2 separate regions of the Mus musculus genome follow, and region 2 is linked to region 1. A link is a contact called in public HiChIP or PLAC-seq data. All regions are on one chromosome and are shown on one strand. Each heading gives the region's core, a stretch centred on a gene start, on an enhancer-like site or on the middle of the called end of the contact. The rest is flanking DNA. Distances are from core to core; before and after follow the strand shown. Region 1 overlaps Dnajc10 (DnaJ heat shock protein family (Hsp40) member C10). Region 2 holds the start of Nckap1 (NCK-associated protein 1).

Region 1 (6,441 bases), core at 208-2,707:
AAAGTATAAAGACTTAGATAAAATAGAAACTTATGTAAGTATTTTATGAAGTCAATTACATGCCAGAATAAATACATACTGGAGTCTGGTAAACAAAATCTTGCATATCATAAACCTTCTACGTATCTATTTATAATTCAAGTACAATTTAGTAGCTTGTTGAAACTGTTTCAACATTACTGCTATAAATGGGTATGCATCTGAGAAGTCGTTTTAATATTTACCATGTTGCAGAGTCCTTCATGAATTGTACAGTCTAAGGTACCAACTTTGAGTTGACCGTAGAGCAGTGTTGATGCTTTCCGTAACTCTGGCAAAAGCGCACGACATGGCGGACACCACTGGGAAGAGAGGGGTAAGGATGAGCAGCCAGACTCAGGAAGGGAGGAGCTGCACGGCCCCTGCTACTGACACACAGTCCAGTGGCGCGTTCTGCCTGTCACTGTCCTGGGAGAGCCCAGAAGGAGTGGCAAGGCCGGGACAACTCTAGTACTAGCCTTCATGTTGTCAAGAAAAAGGCTTTTTGAAACTTGACAGATAAAAAGAACTCACAGGGGCAAAGAAGTCAACAAGCCATGGTTCCTTGTCACTTGCAGGGAAGTTCTGAGGTCCAAGTGTGGTAACATGAGAATTAACACTTTCTTTGGCAAAAGCAAGTATATCGTATAGAATCTTCTTTCCTAAAATTTGAGAAAAATTAAAATACGTGCTGTCTTGTATCTAAAGAAACATCCCAATTTTTATATTTAAAATATTTAAGAAAGAAAGACGGGCCTATGGGTGTACCGGTTTTGGTGAGGTTTCTGTGTTCTCTACCTTCACCTTGGCCTGCCGGGAATCCCCGTCTACTCTATGTTCTTTTGTTTCTTAGACTAGTTAAATGACCAGACCTCTATGGTATGCTTTCTCACCATCAGAAGTACAACTATCACTTTAGAATTCTCTTGAATCCAAACTGTTACAAAATGTCCAGTGGGACCATGTACTTGATGTTGGAAACATAGTATCTCAATTGTAATGGGTTACATGTATTCTTTTCTCACACTGACTTGCTATGATCATTACCCAGGTGCCTAAATGGGACTTTCCAGAGGGATTCTTGTGTATGATTCTTGAATGATCGTGTCAATTCCATTTCCTGCCCTAGCACCATGCCTACAGCTACTGCTGTAGTCACACTAGTATTTTTGGCCTCAGCATTCCTGAATGAACCCGGTTTCCTATTGCTACCAGAGTTGCCCTTAAAAAAAAAAAAAAGAAAAAAGAAGAGAAAAAGAAACTTAAATGCTTTTAATGATTTGCTACAGTCCTTGGGCTGGCAGACCTTTCTTGTCTACAAGAGGCTCTATTTTTCCAAGTGTCTTGTGACTTATTGATTGAACAGTCAAAAGTAAGTTGAGCCCTGTGAGTCAGACATTTATATTGTCATGGCAAACAGAAAAAGAGAAAACGCCTCCTTTTAAGGTCATGGGCAACAGAAGTTAGTTGACCACTGTTTACATTGCGAGTGCCACGTGACAGTATACTCTCCTGCCCATTTTCTTGAGTGCTGGTGCTTGAACTGTTTCACACTTTTCTTTCTGACCACGGATTCTCTTTCTTTACTCACACTAACTCAAACTCACTCAGGCCCTAGCCATTAATATACAACTTAATGTCTTCATATTTGGCTTAAATTTCTTGCAGCCAACGTGTACATTCAACTGTGACCTGCACATTCTACTTCTGGTCAACTCTTAATTCAGTATCCTCTTCCACATGGAAAGATCCAATGACTCAAAGTACGTGTCACTAAATACAATGATGAGAAGTGCCTGACTCTTCTCGCTCTCTCTTATTTATTTATTTATTTATTTATTTATTTATTTATTTATTTATTATATGTATATGTATATGTAAGCACACTGACGCTGTCTTCAGACACACCAGAAGAGGGCATCAGGTCTCATTACAGATGGTTGTGAGCTACCATGTGGTTACTGGGAGTTGAACACAGGACCTCTGGGAGAATAGTCAGTGCTCTTAACTGCTGAGCCATCTCTCCAGCCCCTGACTCTTCCCTCTTAATTTCCTATTTCCTAACAATAACCAAATTACATTGAGCTTCCAAACGGTTGAAACTGGCCTACTGACCTTCATTATTTTTCTTGGCTACGATCACTTATCTATGGCATTTTCTATAGTCAACCTAAATGACTAACCAGCAGCTGCCTGACTTTTCTTTCCAATTTTGCTTCCTACCCACTCTGAGCAGCCTGTAACTTATCTAAAATCAAGTAAAATCAAGTATCATTCTGTTGTCTTTCACGATAAAATTCCAATTCCTTTCTCCAGAAGATCAGAGATAATCTGCATCTTTGTTTTCTTCAAGAATGAACTTTCTCATCTTTAAACTCCTGCTGGTTTAAGGCCAACAGGGCTCTATTATCTCAGGCCTGTGAATAAATCGACTCAGTATTTGGAATGTGTTTCACCTCTTCTCTGGGTAACCATTGTTTACATCTTACATGGAGATTACTTTTAGACCTTCCTCTGATCTCCCAAGATTGTTCTACCTCAGTTTTTTTTCATAAGTACACTTATTTTCTGATAGCCAGTTTCTTTCCAAGGCAGCTCCAGTGACATTTACTTCATGTACAAGTGCTGGCATATGTGACCAGTGGAATGTGACCGTGATCTTACGCGCTCCCAGGTTATAAGAGTCACTGCTCCTTCTGGCTGGCTTTCTCATTTTCAGGTTACTTCCTCTTGGGTTAGTTAGCTCCCACACTGTAAGTACCCCACAGAGCCACAAGAAGAACCACGGCCGCCTGCCACATGAAGCTTTTCAATGATCCCACACGCCATGCTGAATCCTCATGTGGTGGCTACAGCCAACCTTCAGATGGCCTTCATCTACCTTGACTGCAGGATCACAGAGAAACTAAGATAACCTGTTCCCAGACTCCTAACCAAGAAACAGTTGTTTGGGTAATGGATACTTCATCACACCCAAACATTTAAAAACTGTCCATTTACCTGTCTGCTTTCTTTCCAAGTCTATAAAATCTTTAGGGCACAGGTTAAAAAGAGCTCACTTGCCCCTCTCCCCATTTTGTGTATTATATACCGACACAAAGGTGCTGAGTGCAAAGTGTATTATAGTTTTTATTAACACAAAGAGAAGTGCTTATACATTCTGTGTGCTTCCTAGGGAAGAAGGGTAAGTTGTGAAGGTGTAATTTGGAGTTTGCTGACTCTCTGGAGGAATAGGAAGGAATACTTAAAATTCACAAGGTAGGGTCATGTGTGAGGGCATAAAGGACTGGAAGAACGTGACATGTCCAAGGATTCAAAAGGAGTTGAAACTAAGAATATTTGATGGAACGGAGGTTGGGGATGAGGCTAAGAACACAGGCGAAACAGGAATGAAAGCACCCCGCTCATTTAACAACTCTACACAGTTCCTACTATGTATATCTGGCATTATTCTAAGTGCTGGAGACAGAACAGTGAGCAAAACAGAGAATGCCATTGTTGCCATACTAAGGAGTGTGAAGTTGAGTCTTCAGAAGACTCAAAAGGCAGAGCAGTGGCATGAAAAGGCTGTGCTAGGTCCTAAGTGCAAACAGCAGGAAGCAGCTGTACACATAGTGAGGATGGACCGGAAACAAGGAGTCAGCAGAGAAGCTACGAGGAACACTTCACAGGTAACACATAACACATGTAACTCCAACCTGGGCACACTGCTCCAAACCTATACAGAGGGCAAGGCAGGAAGAGGGCAGAGGAAGAGGAGGTTCAAGGGAAGTTTCAGCTTGGGATACTTCGAGTTTCAGGCTAGCATGGCTCACAGTAAAACCTATCTTGCTGTGAGGCTCTAACAGCTTAGAGTCCTAAGCTTTGGTTTTTGAGTGAAGGCACATGTGCACATAAAAGTCTACTTGGCAGAGTTGGGGCAACTTACATACACTTTCAACTTCAGTCTTCCCTTCACTGGAAGCTATGAAGAAGCCAACAGTTCCCCTGTAGGAGGCCCTTATCTGACTGTCAACAGTACTGGGAGTCAGGGTCATCTCGTTACACTTCTGTTCACACAGTTCCTTTAGCCCAGTACTTCTCATCCTTCCTAATGAAATAACCCTTTATTAAGAGTTCCTCATGGGCCCCAACCATAAAATTATTTTTGTTGCTACTTTGTAACTATAATTTTGCTACTGTAATGAATCATAACTATTTTTAGAGATAGAGATTTGCCAAAGGGCTGGGACCAACAGGTTGAGAACTGCTGCTTTAGCCTAAAGGACCCTATTTCTTTTACTTCCATATTTGCTTTTAGTAGGTGAGCAGTTTATGCTCAATTCAAATATTGTCACTTGACCTATGCTATAGACAAATACTACTGGTCTTGTTAAGATTTATATATACTGAGCATTTTTCATGTTTTCCTTAGAGATCTCTCTCTTGTCCCTATCACACTGCCATCTAAACTTCTTCAGAGCACTGCTTTCATGGTCTGAATGAAAATGGCCCCCATAGGCTGACATATTTGAATATTTGGTTTCCAGTGTCTCGAACTATTTGGGAAGGATTAGGAAGAGTGGCATTGTTGGAGGTGTGTCATTGAGGTGGAATTTGAAGTTTGAAAAGCCCAGCCCAGGCCCAACCTCATTGTTCTCTCTCTTCCTGAAGCCCGTGGGGAGTGGATGTGAGCGAGCTCTCGGATTCTGCTCTAGCATCATGACTGCCTACCTCCACCCTCCATCATGGTTATGAACTAACCCTCAGAAACTGTAAGCAAGCCAATACTTTCTTCTAAGTTGTCTGGGAAATGCTGTCTGTTTACAGAAATAGACTGTTTCATGTCTTACAACTCTGTGACCTCTCACTTGAAGCAGTTCCATAGGTAAAGCTCAAGGGAGAGGCATCAGGTTAGTATCTGTTACTCATTTACCTGCATGTCTTCAGGACATCAGAAACATAATTCTGAATTCAAGAGACAAAGCAGTCAGGCCTGAGGTCTAGAGCAGGCATGGCGTGTGATATAGAGACCACAGGGGCTGTTTGCTTTGACAATAAACTAATTTCTACACAGTGATCTACCACTCTCAGATTTTTTTGCTAAAATAGTTATTAAAATGTTAAACAAATGACTATATATAATTCAAAATGTCTCTCCCTAAAGTTGTTAGTGAGAACAAATTTTTCATAATAATTGTGTCCACAAAATATAAGTCACAATATTTCTATTTGAAAGTCAAGATGAATTTCTGTAATTTTTCCTACCCTCACTGTGATGGATGGTCATCCCCAGGTGGTGGTGCTCGTTAGGGGGACTTAGGACTGTGGCCTTCTTAGAGGAAATGTGCCACTGGCACGGACTAGGAGAGTTGGAAGCCTCATGCCAATCCTAGCCTGTACTGTTTCCTGCTAGTAGGTCACGATGTGAGCTCTCAGCCGTCCCTGTGGCCATGCCTGCTGCCGCCGTGTGACCTACAGTGATGAGGATGGACTCTTTATTCCTCTGGGACCATAAACCTTCTTCCTAGAAGTTGCCCTGGTCATGGTGTTTAAAATAGCAAGAGAAAAGTAACCAATACACTTACCATGATGAATTTCATATTCTTTGGTTCCTTGTCCTTTAAACACTGCTAGGCAGGGCTGGAAGACATAAAGATCAGAGCAGATGCCCGGTGCAGAAGAGCAATCAAACCTTCCAACCTGGAAAGCAGAACACCGAATCAAATAAAAACATTTGATGCAATTTCCAAATATTCACAAAGATAAGTATCCTCAAATGGCACGTTTATCATTAGAAGTCAATAGGTTATAAAATAAAGGGAACAGAAATGGTTCATTTATATTTAATACTGAACTCAATAAAGAATGCTCCCTAGAGAGTTCAGAAGCTTCAGGAAATTTCCAAGAAAATGTAAACTTCTTAAGAAATATATCCGTGAAAAGAATGTAGGGGCTATTTCATCTTGTGGTAAAGCAAAAGTAATGTAGAAAAAGGATGATGTTCCCAGTGTCAAAGGAAACAGCATGAATAACACACACAAATGATAAACTAAGGGGTGGAGTATAAAAGAATCTTTACAATATCACAATCAGATGGACAAACATCTGAGCAGGAAGGAAAATGAGCCAGGACTATAGAGAGAGCAGAGAAGAACTGTGACTTAATAGTGACACTCAGGGGCCCTAGGAGGTAGCTCTTGCAGGAAACTGATGCTGTGCAGCCATGTGGACCCAAGTTCAGTAACCAGTAGTCATGTTAGAAACAACACGGGGACCATGAGTTTGAAAGACAGCAAGGAGGAGCATATGGGAATGTTTGGAGGAAGGAAAGGAAAAGAAAAAAATAATGTAAGTTGACTATAATATAATAAATTAATAAAAATTAACAATAAAATCTGAGCACAGTGATTTGCACCTATAATCTCAGTGATGGAAAGGTGG
Region 2 (6,415 bases), core at 3,364-5,863, 240 kb before region 1:
CACTCCACTAGTGAACTCATCCTTGGAGGAGACTGAGCCTTCCTCTCCCAGCAGCCATTAAATAATTGACTACAGCTCTTCATCTAGGGATAGGGCCTTGTGAGGTTCCCCCGGCCCACAGTGGCATGTCAGTTGGTGTTGTCATTGTGTGAGTCTTGTTTAGGGACCATATTATTGAGACTTCATGGGTTCAGCTTGCCAGTCATATACAGAAAAAACAATCTCGAAGCAGAGGTTCTGGCCCTTGGTTCTGATAACCTTCCTACCCCTTCCTTCACAATGGTGCGTGAGCTTTAGCTGTAGAGGTTGTGGTACAGATACATCAGTTGGGTTGGGCAGCCCACAGCCACTGATTCTCTGCATTTTGACAAGTGGATGAATCCCTGTAACAGTTTCCATCTGCTGTAAAGAGAAGCCTCTTTCATGAGAAGCTAGAGTTACTTATCTATGGGCATACATAGTAGCATTTAGAATGCAGCTAGGAATTATATTGCTTTAGAAAACATGCAGTAGTAGTTCTTCTCTAGGGTCTATGACCAACCACAGTTAGCTAAGTTTCCAGTACCAGGCATGGCTTCCATTCTATTGAGTGAACCTTAAGTCCAGTTAGAGAGTTGTTATTCCCAATACATAAGTGCCACCATTGCACCCTTGCGGATTTCTTGCCAGAGTGGTTATTTTTCTGCTTGGTAGACTTACATCTGGGTAGGACAACTGATTTTTTTTCCTCTCTTGGCAGCTTGTGTAACACCTTCCCATATTATGAAGGCCAATCTTCAGGTAGGAGGCTTTCAGATCAGTTCCAGCTCAATTCTTCCAAGTCCTATGTGTGAAGTGTGTAGTGTCTTCAGCTATAAAGTCTTGCCTTTTACTTTTGCTCTGTTTAGAGGCAACCAAGGACAATGGCTATCGCCTATATCATTTGGGATATCTAATTCTCTTGACTAAGTGAAAAGAACTTTTTAAAAACTACGAGCGTGTGTGTGTGTGTGTGTGTGTGTGTGTGTGTGTGTGTGTGTGTGTGTGTTGGGTGATGTTTTTGTGCACTGTGTATTCATCCACATGCTGATTTCTGTACCTAGAGATAGCAGTTAGCAGTCTGGACCTCCAGATTGTCATTTTTATGAAGCATTTCCTGACTATTTTATAAGCCTATAGCTGGGCAGAAAAGGAAAGGAAGGGACTTCCAAGGCCAGAGTCAAGGAGAGGGTCTTACTGTGAAGACATGTGTCTACCATGACTAAAGCAGCTCATAAAAAAGAAAGCATTTAATTGGGGGCTCGCTGACAGTTTCAGAGGATTAATCCGATATCACCATGGAAGAAAGCATGACAGCAGGAAGCCTGGCATGTTGGTGCTAAAGAATACATCCTGATTCAAAGGCAGAGAGAGATTCTAGGCTTGGTATGGGCTGGCCTACAGAGTGAGTTCCAGGACAGCCAGGGCTACATAAAGAATCCCTATTTTATGAGGATAGGGGGAAGAAAATAGGCTGAGCAAACCACGAGGAGCAAGCAAGGAAGCACCACTCCTCCATGGTCTCTGTGTCAGCTACTACCTCCAGGTTCCTGCCCTCCTTGAGTTCTTGTCTTGACTTTGATGATGAACTGTGATGTGGAAGTATAAATCCAATAAACTCTTTCCTCCCCAAGTTACTTTGGTTATGGTGTTTTATCATAGCAATAGTAACTGTGGTGGTCTGAATAAGAACGGCCCCGTACAGGTTCATATATTTGAATGTTTAGTCACCAGGGAGTAGCACTATTTGAAAGAATTAGAAGGATTAGGAGGTGTGGCCTTCTTGGAAGAACTGTGTCACTGTGGGTGGGCTTTTGAGGTTTTAAAAGCCCATACCAAGCCTAGAATCTCTCTTTGCCTTTGAATCAGGATGTAGTCTTTAGCACCAACATGCCAGGCTTCCTGCTGTCATGCTTTCTTCCATGGTGATAACAGATTAAGCCTCTGAAACTGTCAGCGAGCCCCCAATTAAATGCTTTCTTTTTTATGAGCTGCTTTAGTCATGGTAGACACATGTCTTCACAGTAATAGGACAGTGACTATGACAATAACCCCAACAAACACATTATCTACAGATTTCTTCTCTTGGCTACTCTAAGGTATAAACAGTTGCAACTATTCAAGTTCATATGGAAGCCAGGCATGCTCTACATGCCTATAATCTCAGCAGGAGAGGAGAACTGTGGTGGTTTGAATGCAAAAGATCCCCATAGGCTCAGGTTCGAACACTTGATTCCCAGCTGGTAGAACTGTTTGGGAAGGATTAGGAACTGTGGCCTTGTTGGAAGAAGTATGGATGGGCTTTGAGGTTTCAAAAGCACATGGCATGCCTAGTTAGGTTTCTGCTTCATACTTGGAGATCAAGTTGTAAGCTCTCAGTTATTGCTCCAGCACCAGGCCTGCCTACCTGCTGCCACCACATCCCTCACAATGGTCATGGACTCTAATGCTCTGAATATGAGTTCTCAATTAAATAAGTTATTTCATATGTTGCCTTGGTTATAGTATTTTAATCACACTATTAAAGTAGCTAAAACAACAACTAAGCCTTCAAGGCCAGCCTGAGTTATAGAGTGAGATGGCATTATAAAAGACAACAAAACAAAACAACATCCTCTTCTACCTCAAACTACAAAGAAACAAAAGTTCTGTAAGAGTTGTTTTACATCTGACAGCCTATTCTGGCCTCTGGGTACACCAGACTTGAGCACAGTGCATTTATTCATGGAGGTCAAAATACACATAAAATAAAATAAAATAAAATCTTTAAAAAATGCTGTTGTCCGCCGTCTTGATAGAAATGATCCCGGTTTCCTAAAGACACACACACCGCTCGTTCCACCCAGCACATGTACATTTTCTTACCTGGCTGTCCCCAATCCCTCACAGCAGCGTTTCCTTCTCAGTGTCCTCTTAATTGTCTCAGACTTCAGCCCCCAGCCTCCGGTAAACTTAAATGCTAACTACCAGCTTATCAAGAAACCAAGTAAGTTAAATGCCTCAATTAGTCAATAACAGAACAAATAGCTCAATAGAGCTCAATAGAGCTAAATAGATGGTCTTTGAGATGAAAAGAGAGAGACGTGAACGGAGGGGGGGGTGGAGGTAGAGAAAGAATATACATTCAAGGTATGTAGCTCTATGTAGACTGCACACCGACAGATAAATGTTAAGATGTTTTTGGCAGGACTAGAACTTTTTTTGTTTTGAGACAGGATTTTTCTGTGTACCTCTGGCTGCCCACCTCTGCCCCCTGAGTGTCAGAAGTCTTTAGAGACAGAGTTTCTCTGTATAGTCCTGGCCTACCTCTGCCTCCCAAGTGCTGAGAAGAAAGGCATGTGCCACCATGCCCAGCCTTCACCAGGAGTATTAAACAGCCCTTAAGGAATTCTGTATACTCTCTGGTAGAGTTCTGGAAGACTAGGCGCTACAGTAGCTTTTTAAAATGTCTTAGAAACAATTTGTTACATTTCACTACAAAGTTGCTTTGGTGAATCCATTTTTTTTTTTTTTTTTTTTTTTGGTTTTTCAATACTGGTTTCTCTGTATAGTCCTGGCTGTCCTGGAACTCACTCTGTAGACCAGGCTGGCCTCGAACTCAGAAATCTGTCTGTCTCTGCCTCCCAAGTGCTGGGATTAAAGGTGTGCAACACCACTGTCCGCCTGTGAATCCATTTTCTTACTAACTTCAGAATGCCTTGTTATAGAAGGTGGTGGGTTGATTGATTTAAATTCATGAATACGATACACAATTAGACTATATTAGGTAAAGCCCCAAATATCCCAAGTCCCCTGGAGTGCAAGTTTTCATTGTAGTCATTCACATGGAGACACAATTTGTTCCAGTTTGAAACCCTGTGTGATGAGGAGTGGACACGGAGTGAGATGATGACAAACAATATTTGGTTGGTGATGGGGTGGAAAAGTAGAATTCCAGAAACGATTGGGATTTATGGTGGAGGCTGGGAGCGAACCCTCTTACTCGGAACAAAATTTGTTTTGTTTTTTATTTTGCTTTTTTATTTTGCTTACCACATGCCAGAGCCTATTCGTGTCTCCTCCGGATGGGTGCTGGTCCATGATAAGTCCCTTCATAATAATCTAAGGAACTCGAGCTGCCCTTACTTCCGACCTCCTTCCTCCGAAGCCAGCTGGAGGCGGGAGCGAGCACCGGGAGGTGGCGAGGCGCTGCCCGCCGTGCGGAGCACACATCTGCCGCGTTCTCCCTGGAGCGTCTGTCAAGGCGTGGGAGGAAAACAAGCTCGGAGCCGCCAGGCTCCTCTCGGGGCCAAAGTCTCCCGAAACACACCGTCCCCGTCCCCACGGCGGTGCGGGCCCTGGGGCGTGGGGAGCGGGGACAACTTCGGGGGAAGTCCAGGACCGCGGCTTGGGGGTCCCCGGAGCGGAGGAGGCGGGGCGGGGCGCTCCGGACCCCGGGCTCCGGCCGCAGTTCTCCCGGCGGCCTCGCGGGGGCGCCGGCGCGGCCGATCAGGTGACCGAGCGCCGGTCCCGGCTGCGGGAAGCCGACTCGTTCTCAGCCGCCGCCGCCGCCGCCACACCTAGCGGAGGAGCCGGGAAAGGCGGCCCGGGAGTGGGGGGTGTACTGGGGCGGAGAGCGCCGCGGGTGGAGGCGGAAGGGCGGCGGGCGGAAGCGAGCGCCGCGGCTGCTGTGTCACGGCGCGGGTGGGCGCACGGCATGGGCGCGCCGCGCTGAGGCGGAGGTCGCGGGCGGGCAGGCGGGCGGGCCTGAGGGAGGCGGCGAGCCGGGGAGTAGCGCGCCCGGCGGCGGTGGCGGCGGCGGCGGCCGCACCATGTCGCGCTCCGTGCTGCAGCCCAGTCAGCAGAAGCTGGCGGAGAAGCTCACCATCCTCAACGACCGGGGCGTCGGCATGCTCACGCGCCTCTACAACATCAAGAAGGTGCGCACGGGCCGGCGAGGCCGGGCGGGGTGCGGCGGGGGAAAAGGCCGCGGGCGCCAGCTCGGCCTGCTCGCGCGGGGCCTCCGGGATGCGCCGCGGCCTAGAGTGAGCCGCGGGGCGGGCAGGCGGGAGCCATTTCCCGGCTCCCGGCGGCGGGAACCGGCCGGGCCGCGCATGGCCGCCGCGGCGCTCTGGTTTGCGGGGAGGAAAGGAGGGCGCGCGGCCTTCCCGGGCTGCGGCGAACGGGCCCGGGGTTCTTGGCTTGCGAGTGTGGGAATGCGGCGATCGACCCTCTGGTCCCCACTTGGCCACTTGATTTTTCGTTCCCTGAATCAAGCCCCTCACCCCCACGACAGCGTGTTGACGTTTGGGATAATTTCATTTTGAAGATGGACCGGAGGGGGAAGTGAGGGTGGAACCGGTTTTCGTCTGAAATACTTGTAGGCTGTGAGTCACTAGAACAGGAATAACCACCTTTACTCCCTACTCCTCCTCATTTTAGTTTTCCCAACCCTATCTGATTAGCACCAAAGCACCATTCCTTAAAGTACAATGGCTGTATAAAATAAAGACCGAGTGTGCTCCCGTTGCTATCTCCTTCGCAACATAGTACGAGGATTTGAGCAACTAGACAGTGGACCCATTGAAAATCTGAGTGTCTTCAGATTAGGGAGTGGAAGGCTGTATCGAAGTGAAGAAAAGTAGATCTAAAGGTGGAAAAGGATTGCCATTAATTTACCTTAGAGGGAAACAACCTCAAATCCATTTATTTTAAGCCTCACTGAATTTGGTAAAGAGAAAAAGTTTCCTTTTGGTACACTTTATACCAGTCCATCCTTGCGGGGTTCTGTGTATCTGTGTCTTTTCTTTAATAATCTTGTTTATAAAATTATATATGTGTGTGTGTGTGTGTGTGTATCTATCTATCTATCTATATATCGTGAAATATACTTTTGACCATATCAAAAGGATATAGGTTGCTTGTGAGTATCCTGAAGATTCTTTTTAAAATTTAGAATCAAAGCATTCCAGTATAAACTTGTTTTATTCAGTTTATACAGTTAGCTTTTGACACTGCAATTCTGAAGCACACTCTCTAAATGAATAATAGTAAACGTTGGGAATGGGATAGCTGTGTTGTTCTGGTTACTCACTTGGCTTTAATGATTGTCTCTACACCCAGCACAGTTTGGAGCTAGGAAGAACCCATTGCGTTTGTGCCATGACCATGACATCCACCCCTTGATCGTAACTTCATGGGGGTTGGAAGAATTAAGCTTGTATACGTTGCAGTGATGAGAGCCTTTGAATTTCACTGCTTAAGAAATTTGGAAATTAAGTTCTATATGCGAAACCCCAGCAAGTCAAATGTTCCTAAAAGCTACCAGACCTGTGGTTTTGTGGTTAGAGGAAATGGTTATGATGGTTTCTAGAAGAGGAAGTGAGAGTAACCTTAAAAGTGATTTGAGTATTTGAGT

What was found. HiChIP or PLAC-seq counts read pairs in DNA pulled down with a chosen protein or histone mark.
Region 2: a contact with region 1 is called in an HNF4G HiChIP or PLAC-seq map of pancreatic cancer cells. The contact joins the promoter of Nckap1 here to the enhancer-like site in region 1. A contact is called at or near these places in 6 of 39 promoter capture datasets (the 3T3-L1 cell line, cranial neural crest, embryonic stem cells and 3 more), 8 of 115 datasets of contacts at active chromatin or transcription factors (CD8 T cells, bone marrow-derived dendritic cells, embryonic fibroblasts and 5 more) and 3 of 9 other capture datasets (adipose tissue, liver and pancreatic islet).

The regions. Positions count from the first base shown.
Region 1 is chr2:80,334,712-80,341,152 of GRCm38.p6, reverse strand. Dnajc10 (DnaJ heat shock protein family (Hsp40) member C10) reads right to left here. Exons shown (of 23, transcript NM_024181.2): 13 at 5,586-5,700; 14 at 553-680; 15 at 225-341. Among named protein-coding and RNA genes, the nearest start is that of Dnajc10, 22 kb to the right of the region's middle. Within about 2 kb of position 1,457, at least 12 of the 459 cell types and tissues checked have an H3K27ac peak or open chromatin away from gene starts, as enhancers often do. A contact at or near this core is called in extraembryonic endoderm stem cells and pancreatic cancer cells, where this site is marked.
Region 2 is chr2:80,579,380-80,585,794 of GRCm38.p6, reverse strand. It overlaps Nckap1 (NCK-associated protein 1), which reads left to right and starts at 4,613. Exons shown (of 31, transcript NM_016965.3): 1 at 4,613-4,937. The coding sequence starts at 4,830. It also overlaps the pseudogene Gm13688.